Linked DNA regions of Mustela erminea: region 1 is linked to region 2. A link is a contact called in public Hi-C data. All regions are on one chromosome and are shown on one strand. The core of a region is the stretch at or near the end of the contact, and the rest is flanking DNA. Distances in the headings are between cores, read along the strand shown. Region 1 holds the start of LOC116586587 (cytochrome b-c1 complex subunit 8). Region 2 holds the start of HSPA4 (heat shock 70 kDa protein 4).

What was found. Hi-C and Micro-C count contacts between places; a contact is called where the count stands out from the background.
Region 1: a contact with region 2 is called in a Hi-C map of skeletal muscle, with 5 times the contacts expected there. The contact joins the promoter of LOC116586587 here to the promoter of HSPA4 in region 2. A contact is called at or near these places in 2 of 3 Hi-C or Micro-C datasets (skeletal muscle and spleen).

The regions. Positions count from the first base shown.
Region 1 is chr3:93,608,089-93,612,065 of mMusErm1.Pri, reverse strand. It overlaps LOC116586587 (cytochrome b-c1 complex subunit 8), which reads left to right and starts at 1,273. Exons shown (of 3, transcript XM_032336747.1): 1 at 1,273-1,375; 2 at 1,544-1,711; 3 at 2,344-2,543. The coding sequence starts at 1,558. The coding sequence ends at 2,438. All of the region lies in intron 1 of GDF9 (growth/differentiation factor 9), which reads right to left.
Region 2 is chr3:93,439,592-93,443,572 of mMusErm1.Pri, reverse strand. It overlaps HSPA4 (heat shock 70 kDa protein 4), which reads left to right and starts at 2,424. Exons shown (of 19, transcript XM_032336729.1): 1 at 2,424-2,806. The coding sequence starts at 2,700.

The DNA.
Region 1 (3,977 bases), core at 24-2,523, 170 kb before region 2:
TTGACTCATGTTTAAATATCTTGATCCTTTGCTTTGGTCTGTACATTTATCTGTATATATTTTGGCTGAAAGGTTTAGAGATGTTTGCAGGGTTTCACGGTTTTTTAAAAATTAATTTAATTCGCTAGGGTGCTCTTGTCCTTGGTATAGGACTTATGCTTTTGGAGCTGAGACAAAGCTAGAGATGATGTTTTAGGAAAACGAGGTACACCATGAGAGACTGAAATGAGGGCATATCCAGTCAGTGCACCCGTGAGGAGACCATGCTGGAAGGAAGTCAACCCACACTCATGGTACAAGATCCAGAAGCAGTCAGTGCAGTACCTACGTTGATGAAACTGAGGGTCGTTCTGCACGTTTTAAGCTCATTGCCTGCCAAGACTCTCTGGCCCCAGGCTGGGAGGCAGGGTTCCATAAAACACACGCAGACTGCTGAATGACAGCTTACTCCAACATCACATATGGCTGGCAATTCCATGAACAAAAACATTTACAGACGCTCTGCGTCAGGCAGAAAGGCCAGGCCCGCAGCATCCTTCCGTAGAAAGTGCTTTCGGAAACGCCGAGAACGCCCCCGCGGCAGTGAAGCGCGGGCGGCAGACACGCCCCACCCGGCACCGCAGCCTGCCCCCGGCCAGACCTGGGTGGGAGGTGGTGGCAAGCCGGCGACTCGTGGAGGTCGCCTCGTTTCTCCTACCGCCACCCACGGCCGGTTATCATATGTTTGCCCGTTCCTTGGGAACTCTTCGTGGGGCACAATTTGAGGAAACGCTTTTATTCTACCCGGGGAAAGCCTGAGACCCGCCAGTGGATTCTCGGACCGCGGCAGCCGAGAGAAGCCCCAGATGCACGTCCCTGATCCTGGTACTGGGTCGCTGATGTTCTGAAAAGAACCGACCCCTTTAGCGCTTGGGCCAGAGCGCAGAAGGCTGCGAGCGGCGGCCCCTCCTCCGGCCTCAGGGTGCTCTCCACAGGCGCTGGGCTCGCAGGCCCTCAGGGCCCGGCCGAGACAACGCGCCCTCGACGCCGGCTGGCCCCTCTCTCACCACCTCTCTCTGCCTCCCAGCCCCGGCCGCTTCCTGCGGCTCCACAGCCGGGAAGGAGGCTGAAAGGAAGCAGGGGAACCTCCCGCGGCTGCCGGACGCCGCAAATCCCATTGCGTACTCCGGGCCTCAGATTGGGCCCCGCCCCCTCCCGGGCCACCACGACCGGCCGGGGTGCTTCCCCGCCGAAGGGGCAGCAACGGCGCCTCCCCCTGGAGACGGTCGGAAAATGGTACTCCCCGGAAGTGACTTCACGGCTTCCTGGAGCAGCTTCCAAACCTAGCGGAAGTGACGGGCGGAGGCCGCTGGTTCCCGCGACTGTGGAGGGCGAGGTGACCCCCGCGCGGGAGTGAAGTCCGGGCGCGCGGTAGTGGGAGTCCGTGGGAGGGTGGGGGCGCCGCCTGGGCGGGGAAGGGTGAGGAGCTCTGGGGAGGGCGTCTTGGGTCCAGGACGGCGCGTCCCGGGACTGAGGCAAGCGCCCGTCCACCCTCGTCTTGCAGACGCCGCCACGACCATGGGCCGCACGTTTGGGAATCTGACCCGCATGCGGCATGTGATCACCTATAGCTTGTCGCCCTTCGAGCAGCGCGCCTTCCCGCACTACTTCAGCAAGGGCATCCCCAACGTGCTCCGCCGCACGCGGGCGTGCGCTCTTCGCGTCGTGCCCCGTGAGTGCCTTGGCCGGGTTGGGGGGCTGGACTCCGGTTAGACACTGAGTGACCGCGGGCCCCCTCACTGAGCTCCCTCTGCTTGCCACACACACGTTTTCCATTATTTCAGCACAAGTGTATCCTCCCCATCTCACAGAGGAGCAAACCGAGTCACGAACAGCGGGCCCAAGGTCACTTGTGTGATTCTGGCGTCTCTGAGGTCATCTTTACCCACTTCGTAGCGATGAACTGTTCTGTGTGAAATGGGTAGCAGATAGTAATGATGGTTACAGAGCATTGTGAATTGTCCAAAAAAAACCCAAAACCCCAAAGAAGTGTGCACTGGCGTGTTAAAGGGCGAAGTATATGTTACGTGCATTACATCTCATCCATCTCACTAACATATTTTTAAATGTGCATCTGGGGGGAGAGAGGGAAGTTTTGGTGATGGATTTTCCTGGAATGGGCCGTCCTTTTGGTCACCTGTAAAATGGGAGTGTGGTGTAACCGTCCTTGATCATCTGGTTTAAAAGTGGCTTCTTGGAAACTAGAGACAGTAGGGCGGAGCCTGCAGTGAGTCAGAAAAGAAGACTGAGGACCCTGGTGTCTTCCATGGGCTTGCTACTTACTCTCACTTTTTATTTTTAAAGCGTTTGTAGCGTTTTATCTTGTCTACACTTGGGGGACCCAGGAGTTTGAGAAATCCAAGAGGAAGAATCCAGCTGCCTATGAAAACGACAAGTGAGCCATTCATCTGAATAGTGATTACCCGTGTATGAGGGACCCTTCTCTGGGAGAGGAGTCTACACTGTAGTGTCTTGAAGACGTAATAAACTTATTATGGACTGCACTGTTGTGATTTTGCGTTTTTGTGAGCAAGTCCCTGGTGTGACTGCTGAAGCTTAAGTTCATGACCTCCCCTTCCTAGCCTGAGTCCTGAACAGTTTGGCTGGTCTGCGAGTCTGGTAAAGGATCTGGACTCAGTGCTTGTTCTATAATGTACAAGAAATTAGCGGCATCTACTCCTGCAGCTTTTCACTTGTGTGTGGGATGAACTCGGGGGTTGGTTCCCAGTGGTCTCCTCCCATAACAAGATTTTGGTAACTATAATTACTGTTTCAAGTACTTAGCTCTTTACAAAAATAAGTACTTGTAAACTTCACAACTACCTTTGAATTAGGTATCGTTATTGCAGTCATTTTGCACATGAGGAGCTGGGAGCGCAGTGAGAGTAAGTAATTTGACCAAAATGACTCAGCTAATCAATGGTGGAGTCTGGCACTAAAGTTTTTGCTCTTAAAGCTATACTAGACTGCCTTTCTTCTAAGACAGGTCTGCCTTAGCCCAAGGGGAAGGAAGTCAGCTATAAGAGGAGGGGGTGAGGAGCACCTGGGTGGCTCAGTGGGTTATGGTCTCTGTCTTTGGCTCAGGTCATGATCCCAAGGTCCTGGGATGGAGCCCTACATCGGGCTCTCTGCTCAGAGGGGAGTCTGCTTCCCTTCCTCTCTCTGCCTGCCTCTCTGCCTACTTGTGATCTCTCTGTCAAATAAATAAATAAAAACTTAAAAAATAAAAAGGGGGGGTGAGGTCACCCCTTGGCCTCTAGAGCTAAACTGCCTGTGTTTGTACCAGGTTGGTAATAGTGGGCCATAATGCTAAAGATGTTTACTCTCTGGCCCTTTACTGAAAAGTTTTTCCCTGTTTTAGAGCCTTTAAATGATCTTTTTAGTAGAAAGCTACCCTTCCTCTACCTGGAAATGGTAGAGGTAGGTGTTGGTAGTTTTATGCTTCTGCTTCTCTGCTCCAATTTCAGAAATTTCCTCACTTCTAAGGATACTTGCTGCTTGTCCAGAGCAGTAACTTTTACAGTGTAGTTCAGCTTCTGGCTATAATTTTTCTCTTATTCTAATGATTATTCTCATCTGTTAGGAAGTGAAGTTTAAAATGCTTCAAAACAAACAAAAAAAGGTAATATAAATTGCATTGATTGGGAGGCAGGATAAAGAACCCGAGTCTGGTGAATTTAGGCCCATACCCTTAACCTGTGCTGCTTCAACTGTATGATACAAGAAAGAAACCTGTGTTCCTGAGCTTTGACCTTTTTGTTGTAAGATGATGTATTAATACAAAGCCATAGGGTGTGGTAATGGTGGAGTGAGTGATCTGTAGGAGTCTGGCAGGCTTAACAGAGAACAACTACGATGAAAACTCCTGCCTCACCCAACATGGTCCAGTTTTCCTGGGCTCTCTGTATTTGATCTCAGGGTTTGTTACATGTTTGGGT
Region 2 (3,981 bases), core at 1,175-3,674:
TGGTACTATCCATCTCCAGAACTTTTTCATCATCCTAAACTGAAACTTTGTGCCCATTAAACAGTAGCTCTTCAGGGGCACGTGGGTGGTTCAGTGGGTTAAACCTCTGCCTTTGGCTTAGGTCACCATCCCAGGGTCCTGGGACTGAGCCCTGCATTCCCTGCATTGGGCTCTCTGCTCAGCGGGGAGCCTGCTTCCCCTTCTCCCTCTGCCTGCCTATCTGCCTACTTGTGATCTCTCTCTCTCTCTGTCAAATAAATAACATCTTAAAAACAAACAAAAAACAGTAACTCTTCATTCCCCTTCTCTCAATCCCTTGGTAGCCACTATTTTATTTTCTCTATGAATTTAACCAATTGTGATTTCTGTGCCTCTCCCAATTGGATGGGGGCTACCAAACGTGGGGCAGTCCTGTTAGGTGGAGGCTGGTGGTGAAAGAATTCACCCAAGGCAGAATACCACAATGAAGTGGTGGGCAGGACCACAAAACAGAGTCAGTCTGCAGTGGTAGGGGGCTGTAGTTAAAAAGGGAAGGTGAGAGAGTATGGGAACACATGGAATTTTCCTTTTTTTTTGATAACTGTGTCTGGATCTAAGTAACCCATCATTCCGCTAGGGCTTATGGCTATTTTGAGGTGGGTCATCTAATGGGAATGTTTGTATCAGCCAGAGGATTGGGGATCACTGCAGGCCCTCCTATGTTATTCAGGTTTCCATAGTTCAGATTGGTTGCTGAAGTGTCCTCTAAAGTTTCCTAATTGAATCATACAAAATTTGTTCTTTCCTGTCTGACTTCTTTTACTTGGCATAGTATTTTTAAAGTTCATCCATGCTGTAACAGGTGTTAAAAGTTTTGTTCCTTTTTAAGGCTGAATAATATTCTATCACATGTATAGACCGTGTTAAAAATTCAATCATGCATCAGTGATTATTTGGGTTGTTTTCACCTTTTGGCTATTGTCAATAATGCTATGAACAGGGGTATAGAGTATCTGTTCATCCCTGTTCTCTTTGTTCAAAGGCCTCTTCTTGCTGCCTCCACTATTACCCATCTCCCTCAATCTCCTACCTTAGGTAGCACTCAGTACTCGGTTTTGAAGACTACTCGGTTTTGAAGACGAAGTACCACTGGCTTAGCCAAAACATTAAATAATGTGTGGTAATTTGGAAGTGTAAAGGCAAACAATCTGGCCTTTGGGCATTTCTCCAGGAGACTGAGGTGTGTGTGGGGGGTGAGGTGGGGCGCTGTGGGGCAGTTAATGCAGTTGAGAAAATGCACTTTCTTCTTGGCTGATTCATTAAATGTTCCAATTGTTCTAGCCTTAAGATAGAGATCTTTAACTCCCATTTTGTGCATAACACTTGCCACCTTGTACTGGGATTCCTTTTAGTTTTTTTAGCTATCCTCGTGACCAGTGGGATTCAGGTTTTGAGGGATTGAAGCATATACATCTATACCCTTAAAAAAATCACAAAATAAATATGTAGAAAAAAAAAATCACAGCAAATTACTGGAGACTTGGGAGATCCAGATTCCCCCACTGAAACCTCTCCAACCTCTTTATCAGAAATTCTTATTATATAGGAGTTGCTTTCCAAAGGCAAGTAGGCTTCCTGTTTGCTCCTGGAACACTCGTGAGGGGCCCTAAAGTTCACGATTCTTTAGCCTCGAGTAATCCTGTCACTGGCCGGTCTGGGCCGACCTAGGAAGCCTGTCATCCATCTGTATCCCTTGCATTCACCCCAGGACGGGTGCTTGGAACGTGCTGGGGATTTCAAGGTTTAAGTATTGTTGGCCCCTCCGTCGGCTCTAAGGACGCAAACGTCTTAGAGAAAGGTGAGGCAGAGCTGAGTGAAAAAAAACCTCGGCGGTGGGACCGAGAGGATTCCTGCCCTCCGCTGGAGAGGGCGCTGTCCTGGACTTCGACAGAGCCCCTACCTAAGGCCCTCCTCTAGACCACATTTCAAGGGCGGCCTTGTCGTCCACCGGCGGACCTACCCCGTAGGGTCCAGAGGGGAGGGCGCTCTGGTCTTTGAATACTAGCTTGCGCTGCCATTTTAGGAGCGCAACACAAATGGGGGCGCAAGTGTTCCTATCACCGGAAGTTTCTTTGATAAAGAGAAACGGCGGAAGTAGGCCAATGGCGCCTCTTCAGTATTTTGCCTCAACCCGGCTTTCCCACTTTCTTCTGTGAGGGGAGGCGCCTCACTGCTTTTTGCCGCCGTGGGGAGTCGCTGCGGCGGGCTCCATGCGCAGGCTCACTCGACCTCCCAACCATCTTTCAACCGCTGAGCCTCTTCCGAGCTTCTCCTGCCAGAACGTGACGTACGCTTGTCGTAATTGGGGGCGGAACCTCAGAAGGAAAAGCGACTGAGCCGAGGTCTCGCGAGAACATTCCTTTCCTTCTCAGTTCTCGCGCTAGTGCTTTAGTCTCGTCGCGACGAGATCTTTCGAGATCTTCTCCGCCCCCGCTCCCGGCGCCCCCTCTGCGGCCGCTGAGCCGGAGCCGGCCTGAGCAGCGCTCTCCGCTGCCGCTCCCTTCCCAGGGACTTAGGCGCCCGCGAGGACTACCTCACGTCCTCCGCTAGCCCCGGCCCTCCGGCCCACGCGGCCCTCACTCCGCGCGCCAGCTCCGCCGGGGTCCGTGTCCTGTTTCGCCGGCCGGACCTGGGCTCGAGCCCGGACTGTAGCCGGCGCCATGTCGGTGGTGGGCATAGACCTGGGCTTCCAGAGCTGCTACGTCGCTGTGGCCCGCGCCGGCGGCATCGAGACGATCGCTAATGAGTACAGCGACCGCTGCACGCCGTGAGTGTGGGCCAGTCAGGCCGCGTGCACGGGGTGGGGGTGGGGGTGGGGATGTAGCCCTTGCTCTGGTTTCCGAACCTCGCGGTTTGGGGAACACGAGCCGGGGAGTCACCTCTGTTTGGAGCAAGGGCCCAGTGGGTGGGAACCCCCTGCTGGGTGTCAGGTCACTAGTGGCTGCGACTCCCCGTGAGGGTCTGCACCAGCGGCAAGGCCTTTACTCGGTGGCCTGCGGGTTGAGTGAGGGCTCTGAGCTGGTACTCGTACCAGCAGAGGGCAGGGGTAGGAGCTGGAGGGAAGGCAGGCCTGGGATATATAGTGTGCCGAGTTCTTGTTTTAGAGGGCAGAGTCCAGGGCCAGGGCGTACTGCCGCTTTTTCAGCCTACGACAGAGTTCGGACCTTTGCACACAGTAGGCGCGAATTAAGTTAGTTGAATTAAACGGGTTCTGGCCTTTGCTGGCGGCCTGAAGATGGAGCGGCCAGAATCCCACGTGAGTGGGGGCGGGGCAGCACCCGGAAGAGAGGGAGCCGTAGCACCGGAGAGAGGTTCGTATTCCGCCTGGAAGGCACAGCTAGCTACCAGAAAAGTACTTAATAAAGTCAGTGTCGTCCTGATGCTTTTGCGCTCACGTTGGTTTTTCACATCGTTTCAGTATGTTGAGCTATGTTGTGTCATTCTCTTTCATTCTCTGCACGTGCACACCTACAGCGTTCCACTTTCACAGTTAATACATTCCAACCAGGGTGTTGGCCGCAATTGTTAATGAATGACTCAGGGGCTCACTTTTACTTCTAGAACCTATAGTAAGTTAAGGGACCAGTGTAGACACAGCTCTAAAAAATCATGACTCAACTCAGGTCTCTCCTTGGGTAGAGTATGCTTTTTGACTGTAGAGGTACTTTTCAATCCATTATCCTCTTTTGGGGAAAAATCTTTTAAGAAGCTTATTTTCTGGGTTCTCTTATTTGCCACGTGGCCTTTCCAAAGGCTTCTGTTCAAAGGCCCATTCCCCCCCCCCCCATAACTTTGGTCACCCTTCCCTCACTTGGGTAGCTAAACTAGATTGCTCCCTCCAGTGAACTTGCTGCTCAGAGACTCAAAACATTTTCCTTCCACTTGTAAAATTTCTGCCCCTTATTTAGACCTGGACCAGGTACTTCCCTGAAAATTCATCTC